Regions from separate parts of the Sus scrofa genome. Here region 1 is linked to region 2. The links are chromatin contacts, called in public HiChIP or PLAC-seq maps. All regions are on one chromosome and are shown on one strand. Each heading gives the region's core, a stretch centred on a gene start, on an enhancer-like site or on the middle of the called end of the contact. The rest is flanking DNA. Distances are from core to core; before and after follow the strand shown. Region 1 overlaps LOC102159064 (a long non-coding RNA gene). Region 2 holds the start of IVNS1ABP (influenza virus NS1A binding protein).

The links. HiChIP or PLAC-seq counts read pairs in DNA pulled down with a chosen protein or histone mark.
Region 1: an H3K27ac HiChIP or PLAC-seq map of skeletal muscle shows a contact between it and region 2, with 6 times the contacts expected there. The contact joins the enhancer-like site here to the promoter of IVNS1ABP in region 2. A contact is called at or near these places in 1 of 5 promoter capture datasets (liver), 3 of 47 Hi-C or Micro-C datasets (alveolar macrophages, embryonic fibroblasts and mesenchymal stem cells) and 1 of 2 datasets of contacts at active chromatin or transcription factors (skeletal muscle).

Annotation. Positions count from the first base shown.
Region 1 is chr9:126,786,955-126,790,558 of Sscrofa11.1, reverse strand. It overlaps LOC102159064 (a long non-coding RNA gene), which reads right to left. Exons shown (of 2, transcript XR_305715.3): 2 at 1,498-3,604. Among named protein-coding and RNA genes, the nearest start is that of HMCN1, 61 kb to the left of the region's middle. Within about 2 kb of position 1,923, at least 8 of the 83 cell types and tissues checked have an H3K27ac peak or open chromatin away from gene starts, as enhancers often do. A contact at or near this core is called in liver and skeletal muscle, where this site is marked.
Region 2 is chr9:126,477,885-126,481,517 of Sscrofa11.1, reverse strand. IVNS1ABP (influenza virus NS1A binding protein) reads left to right here and starts at 1,935. Exons shown (of 15, transcript NM_001161649.1): 1 at 1,935-2,219.

The DNA.
Region 1 (3,604 bases), core at 674-3,173, 310 kb before region 2:
TAAGTGGTTCCTAAGTACATCTCTGAGATTCTGTGGTTGTTTGTTATAGAGCACTGTTGTAGCAACAGAGTATCGATACAGAGAGGCAGTTATAAGCCAGATGTGGAGGATCTTGCCTGTTACACCGAGGAATTTAAAAGTTTGCTTATGAAATGAAAACTCCTGCAGGGTGTTCAAAGGAGAGAAACATGACCTAGCTTGCATTTTGGAAAAGTAACTCTTGTAATGTGTAGGTTGAGTTGAAAGGAGAATCTCTTGAAGTAGTTCAGGTAAGAGATGAAAATGCATAAATGACACAACATTAGTGGGGTAGTAAGAAGACAAATACCAAAAACATCAAAGATAATCTAGTATAAGGCAACTGATTAGTTAAGGAAAGAGAAGGAGAAAGAATGATTCTGGTATGATTCCCAGAAAAAGGATTTTTGATGCCATGAAATGAACTCAAACTAGGTTCTGGGAGGAAACAGAGTAAGTTCTGTTTTACCATATTAAATTACTATGTCTATCAAATTTGAATCCCTATGGGACATTCAGATAGATGTTTGGCAGTCAGTGTTATGTATAAGTCTAGAGGTCAGGTCTCAGTTCTAGAGATTTAATAGCAATATTAGTTTAGGAAACTATAATGAATGGGTAGTTAAGTAGAGTCAAAAAGTTGGATGAAATTGCACAGAGAGGGTATGTATTTTAAAAAAAAAAATAGGAGTTCCCTTGTGGCACAACAGGTTTAGGATCCAGCATTGTCACCGCAGTGGTTCATGTCACTGCTGTGGTGTGGGTTCAATCCCTAGCCCAGAAATTTCCACATGCCATGAGTGAGGCAAAAAAAAAAAAAAAAAAAAAAAAAGTAGAAGAGAACCAAGGACAGGCAGGACACTGGGATTAAGAGTGTTTCCTAAGGCATTTGTTGAAGATGAAGGGTCAGCAGAAAAAGAGGGGACAGGAATACAAGGGGAATTGGGCATCTCAAAAGCAGAGGAACATTCAAAAAGAGAAGATTCACGGTATCTATTTGGTATGAGTTGTATCTTTCCCATTAACAGTATATGTCAATCAAAATTTTGGAACTAGAAAGGGATTTAAACATCAAGAACTCAACACTGTAGTGACAACTACAAAGTTATTTTTCACACTAAATAAGTAATTTTATAGGCATTAAGCCTGACACTCTGACAGCAAAATGAAAAGGTAAAATATTTCTGAAATTATTTGAAAGGTTCATTCAATCACTGTGGAATCACTTTAAGTCCCATGGAATTTGAGAAAGAAAGAAGGGAATCATTCTTGACATTCATAGTAAGTTCTGTTCTGATTTCAGGTGGCATCCACTAGAGAACACTGGAACAGATGTTCAGGGTACACGAAGGTCATCTCTCTCCAGGGCAGGGCACTCTGCTTCTCTGATTATTTATAACTTGTCATTTGCATCAGCTGATTTCAAAACAAGCCAGGAAGTATTTAGGCCAAATGTTCAGGAACTTCAAGCAGCCTGCATTTTTTTTTTTTTTTTTTTGGATCTTCTGCTATAGAACTTCCATTTTAATCTTGCCCTTCTCCAGGAAAGAGACTAAACATAGATAAATTAATCTACCATGTTAGGGTTGTTGGGTTTTATTTAATATAGACTCTTGCAAAACTTATGTCATGAGCCTCCTTTGTAAAGGAGGGTGATATTAACACTCCCAGAACATAGGGAACTCCATCCCAACATTTAGGAGTCATTCAAACTGAGATTTCTTGAACGATGCTAAGTTGTAGTGTTGTCACTGCAGGCTAGTTTGTGCAGTTTTTACCAACAGGGTAAATATGAGGGGACGGTGGACTGGACAAATGAATTCGCTAAGGTTCATCTTAGGTTTCTTACCTGCAGGAAGCTTCTTGAAGAAGGAGAGGACAGCAGCTGTTCTAACCACCGGAGGGGGCCATTTCATCAATTTCAAGCCTCCCTGTAATTAAGCAAAACTTTTTGTACCAGAAGAAGCCTTCTCATCTGGTGGTGAAAAGAGCTGGCTTACCAGTTTCAAATGAGAAGAGCCAGGGTCCTTCGGTGGCTGTGGCTTGGGCTGCGAAGAGAGCCGCAAGCCCATCTTCACCCCTGTGAGGGCTGGGAGAATTCTAGCAGGAGTGCAGAGTACCCCTCACAGCTCTCCAGCCCCCTACCCCCTCACAGCTGTTCCTCTTCTATTACAGGCCTGTCCACAAGAAAATCTGGGGCTTGCTTTCCTGTGGATTCAGCTAAGCTGCCATGCTAACCTATTTTTCTTTAAAGAGAAGCTCCCCAAATTTGGGGGCAAGTGGAGAACGATTCTGTATTAAATTTACTCATATTATGTCACCAGTACATTTCCTTGGAGACACTGGTGTTTAAGAACAGGAGATTTTTTAGTAAAAAAATTTAAAAAAACCCCTGTAAGATCTGTGCCCTTTCCAATGGCCAAGAACAAAAGCCCGAATACAATGAGTTTAATAAGGACAAATGGGAATCTCTTGGGCCACATAATAGAAAGGCCCAGCAGAATGCTCCCTTCAGAAAAGGCTGGTTTCAGAATTTCATGACTTGAGAATGCTCTTGCTACCTCTCCAGCTCTTGGGACCGCCTTCCTGTGTGCTGACTTCATTCTCAGGTAGGTCAGGGAATGAGAGCAGGGAGCAGGGGCTCCTGGTCAGCTCCAGGTTTAAATGGCTGTTACATCTAGTGACCTCACTGGAAGGAGAGCTGCTCTTCTCCAAAAACTCTAGCAAAAGTCTTGGCCTGGGGAGACTCAGGTCATGGCTCCGTCCACCTGGGGGGACATGCCCACCTGTGACCAGTCCCCGTGGACCCATCCAGGCCATGACACTACCAACTGCAAAGCCTACAGGCAGTGGTGTGGATGCAAGGGGTTAAAAAGAGGGAGGGCTGGCCTTCAAACAGAAAAACAGATTTCTGGAAGAAGAGGGAAGGGACGCTATACGGAAATCCCTTTTTGTCTTACAGTTTGTAAAGCACTTACCACAGTGCTTGAAACGTAAAGAACTTAAAGAAGAGCAGCAAAAAGGAAATATAAGAGAAATAAAATGATCATGATGATAATGTGTCTGAGACCCAAGTAGATGACGAGGTAGATAAAGATAGGATCAATGCTATTTCCGTATTTAGCTCATTGTTCTTTGTACAACTTTCTTGGTCTACTGAGCTGCAAACTTGGATATAAAAGATGTCAGTGCTGTATGATTATTCATGAGAGAGAATGGAAAGGTGCAGGAAGTATATTCAGCAATGCAAGAAAATTGACATTTGGGCATGATAAATAATTTTGTGTTCCAGGAATGGATAGCTGCTGTGGGCACAGCCAAAAAAAAAAAAAAAAAAAAAGGAAAGAAATGACCAGTTGGTTTGTGATCCTGTTTTAGCCACTCCAATGCCTCATTGGGCAAATTTGCTTCTCCTTTACCTTGGAGCAGAAATCCCTGTTCTTGGCAGGCCCATAAAACGTGACTGTGGATCCCTGGGTCTTAGTTCAGGCTGTATCTCAGCCTGCAGGGTCACTGCCCCCCTTTCAGGCTCTAAAGGAGCCCGTGGTTGAAGGCTGCCTCTGCCAGGGATGCTGCTCCAGTGCTC
Region 2 (3,633 bases), core at 686-3,185:
AAAGGTTGGCACCAATTCCTAATACATCTTTCTCAGTGCCTAACGTAGAAAAGGAATTGATAGTTTTTATTTTTATTAAGCATTGTCCAAATACAGCTTGTCTAATTAAAATACTGAGTGAAGTATTATACTTTGTTACTTTACCAGGTTGAAATTGCCCAGGATGTTCCATTGTCAAATTTTCATCTGGATTATATAGTAATTGAATAGATGGATTTAAATCTGGAGTTACCTGCAAGACAAATAGAATGTATTATGTCCTTACTTATAGAAAAAGTAATATGCAAATGTGAAATTCCATACAAGGGAAAAATGTCTTGACTGATCACGCTGTAGCTTTAAGAAAGTGTTGACTGTGTCAGGTCACAAAGGTACTATTTAGAGTACAGCACGTGGGACCACGTGTCCAGCAGGCCACAAAGTCATGTGCCTACCTGAAGTGGGCAGTTCATACTTTCTCTCTGGAAGGATGACGCCCATGTTATTAAAAGAACTTAAAAGGTATGCACTCTAATAGTTCCATTTGCAATAAAAGTAAACACTGCTATCAGTTATCAGAAGACAAAAACAAGAGTTCAATGGCAAATGTCAGTCTTTTTCTCCTTAAGGAAGATATAAGATCATAACAGTAGACATGGTAAATCCTGTTGCCTCTCTCGATGGAACTGGAAGCAAAACCAAACACAAATCTCCTTGTCTCAATATTTTACAATAAAAAGTTGTAGAGCTTCAGGCAGGTAAAGGGCCCCAACATTTTTCCTGCTCCCGTAAGCACACGTTCCTTATCATTTCTAAAGAATGGTAGGAAGCAATGACAAGAGCTCCTACTAATTAAGCAGAGGGATCCAATGCAAACAAGATTAGACCCGGCAGGTGTAAGTGCCCTTATCAAATCAAGATGTGCTAACAGGACATTAGCTTAGAAGCCTCTGCCAAAATCTAAACAAATTTACTTCACTAAATCCCTTCACCTTCAATCTAGAAAACCTTCCAGTGTGCCCTTCAGAGCGGTCTGAAGTTGCTGTCAGAGCCTGGTACATATCACGCGTCCCGTTAAAGGTCTGCCTTTCCGGGTGAGGGGTGGTGGTGGTGGTGGTGGTGGTGGGTAATGAGGGTTGCTATCTGTTCTCAATGTGATTTTCTTTTTTTCCAAGAGGGCAGATCCAGCAGAGGACTGACTCAGTCTCTGAGAGGAAAACTGCACCCAGACAAAACAAATCCCAGGGACGAAAAGCAGAAGTAAACAGGTTTTCACAGCAACAGTGACATAAACATGCCTTCTCCGACCTCTCTAGCTGTTTTCTCTGAGTTACTGAAGCCTCTCAACCTTCTGTCAACGCGCCTCTGTTCCTCCTCAGTCACCACGCCTCCCCCCCGCACACCATCACCCTCCTCCAGAGATAAGGGCGACGGGCAGCCACAGACTCTTAGGTCCACTGCGGCCAGCTCCAGTCTAGGGCGGTTGCCCAGATGTATATTTAACGCGGAGAAATCTAATCTCTCACATCTAATCTCTCAGGCTATTGTGCCTCCAGGGGATGGCAGAACAGGTGAGGGTGGCCGGAGGGAACCAGTTCTCAGACGGTCCGAAAGGGCAAAGCGGGGGTGCGGGGCGACGGAAGGAGGGAGAACGCGACCAGCGGCGCGCTCGGAGCACCCCCTTTCCAGGGATCACCTTGCGCTGACCTAGTTGAACCGCGCAGGACGGAACCGAGCCGGGTGCGGGAGAAGGGCGGGGGCGGGGCGGGGCCAGAGGGGGGCGGGGCCAGAGGGGCGGGGCCCCGAGCGCAGTAAGGCTGGGCTCGCCGCTCATTCGCCGACGCCTTCGGACCGGAAGCACCCGGGAGGCGCTGGCGGCGGCGGCGGCGGCGGCTGCGGCGGCGCACGTGGTGACGTGCGAGGGGGTGCGGCGCGAGCGGGTGGCGGCGGCAGTGTGTCCCGGGCGCGCGTGGAGGACGGTCGCTGCGAGCTGCTGGGCGCAGTGTCTCTCCCTGCGGCTTCTCCGCTGCTGTGCCGGCGAGCGAGCGAGTCCCCGCGAGTCCCCGGCGTCTCTCGCCCTCCTCGCAGCCTTCGCGGACTGTGGCCCGTCTCCCCCGCTCGATCGCTCCCCCCGCCGCGGCCTCGAGGCGCTTTCCGTTGGGCCGAGTCCCGCTCGCTTCCTCCTGCTCCCCGTTGAAGCTCCAGAGATGAGTTTTTCCATCTCTTCAGAGATGAACCAGGTAATGCGCGCTGCTCCCGCCGACGGCGGGGGAGGAGGGCGGGACCGGGCTCGGAGCCGGAGGTAGCGCGGCGCGGTGTCCGGGTCCCGGGGAGGATGCCCCCAGCCGCCGCCGCCCCCCTCTCGAGGGGCGAGGAGTCGGCGCTGCGGTGGTTGCTGGGTCGCGCTGGCGGGCGAGGGCGGGGTGTGGGCCGCCCCGGAGAGCGCTGTGGCCGGGGAGTCGGGCGGGAGGAAAGAGAAGCTTTTGCTCGTGGGGACCGCGGAAACCTGGGATTAGCCGCCGCTGGCCAGGGGTGACCACCCGGAAGGTGGGCTTGGGAATCTCCGTTCTACTGTCATGAACTGACTGACGCCCAGTGTAGGAGTCTGCCCGAGGGCTGGACTCTATTCCGGAGCCCTCCCAGGACCCGGCGCGTACGGGCAGGGAGCTGGCCTAGGGACCCCCATCGGTGCCCCGGGCCTGGGGTAGGGTGGCACCCCTAATCGCCGTGGGCCGCGGGGTCCTTTGTTCCCGCTCCACGTTGCCCGCTCTTCTTGCCAAGCGCGGGGAGAAGGGGGCGGGAGGATGGAGGGAGCGGCTGCCCCTGACGTGTCGGCGCTGAATGACTGCGGGGCCGGCCAATCCCGGGCGGGGGTGTGCAGACGCTGGGCGCCTCGCCTCGCAGCCTTCGGTAGTGGGCTCGGGCCGGGCCCCGCGGGGATGAAGGCCCGGGGCTGCAGGGCTCTCCAGACAGTCACTCTGGGGGACTCGCCACTTTTTGCAAACGAAATCGTCAGAGAGGTTTGCTCTTTTTCTGTCTTTCTGCACATCTTGCAAAGCGACTCGGGTTGTAAGCTCTTGATGGTAGGAAGGCATTAGGCTGTATCAGATTGAGGGTTTAACAGAGGGAAACTTGAACCATAAATACTTTAGAAATAAATTGACTTCTTCAAGTCAACGTAGACAGATCTATTGTTTGAAACCGCTGACGTTTCAAAAACTAGTAAGTATGAATCAGATGCCTGCAGGGTTCATTTTTGTTTTCTACTGTCTTTTGTCAGTGATGGAGGATTAGACACCCAGGCATCAAGCTAGCTGTTCTTTTGAGGATGATGGGGGTGTGTGTGTGTGTGTGTGTGTGTGTGTGTGTGTGTGTGTGGTGATCTCCTGCGTTGGAGTAAATAACTTCTAGGCATAGTACTACTCTAAACAATTCAACAAATACAGCATGGAGTAGCATGTTGTCTTTTAATAATTTTAGCACTGGTGGTTGGTTTAAGGATAACAGAATACTGATGAATAGTTTTAGGCATAATCATGCTGAAACTTTTGTCTGAAAGATGCTGAAGAAGCAAGTTATTTGTATATCTGAAGATGAGACATACACTGACTATTTAGAATTGGCTTAAGAAGAATATAACACCAGCTGGCAGGC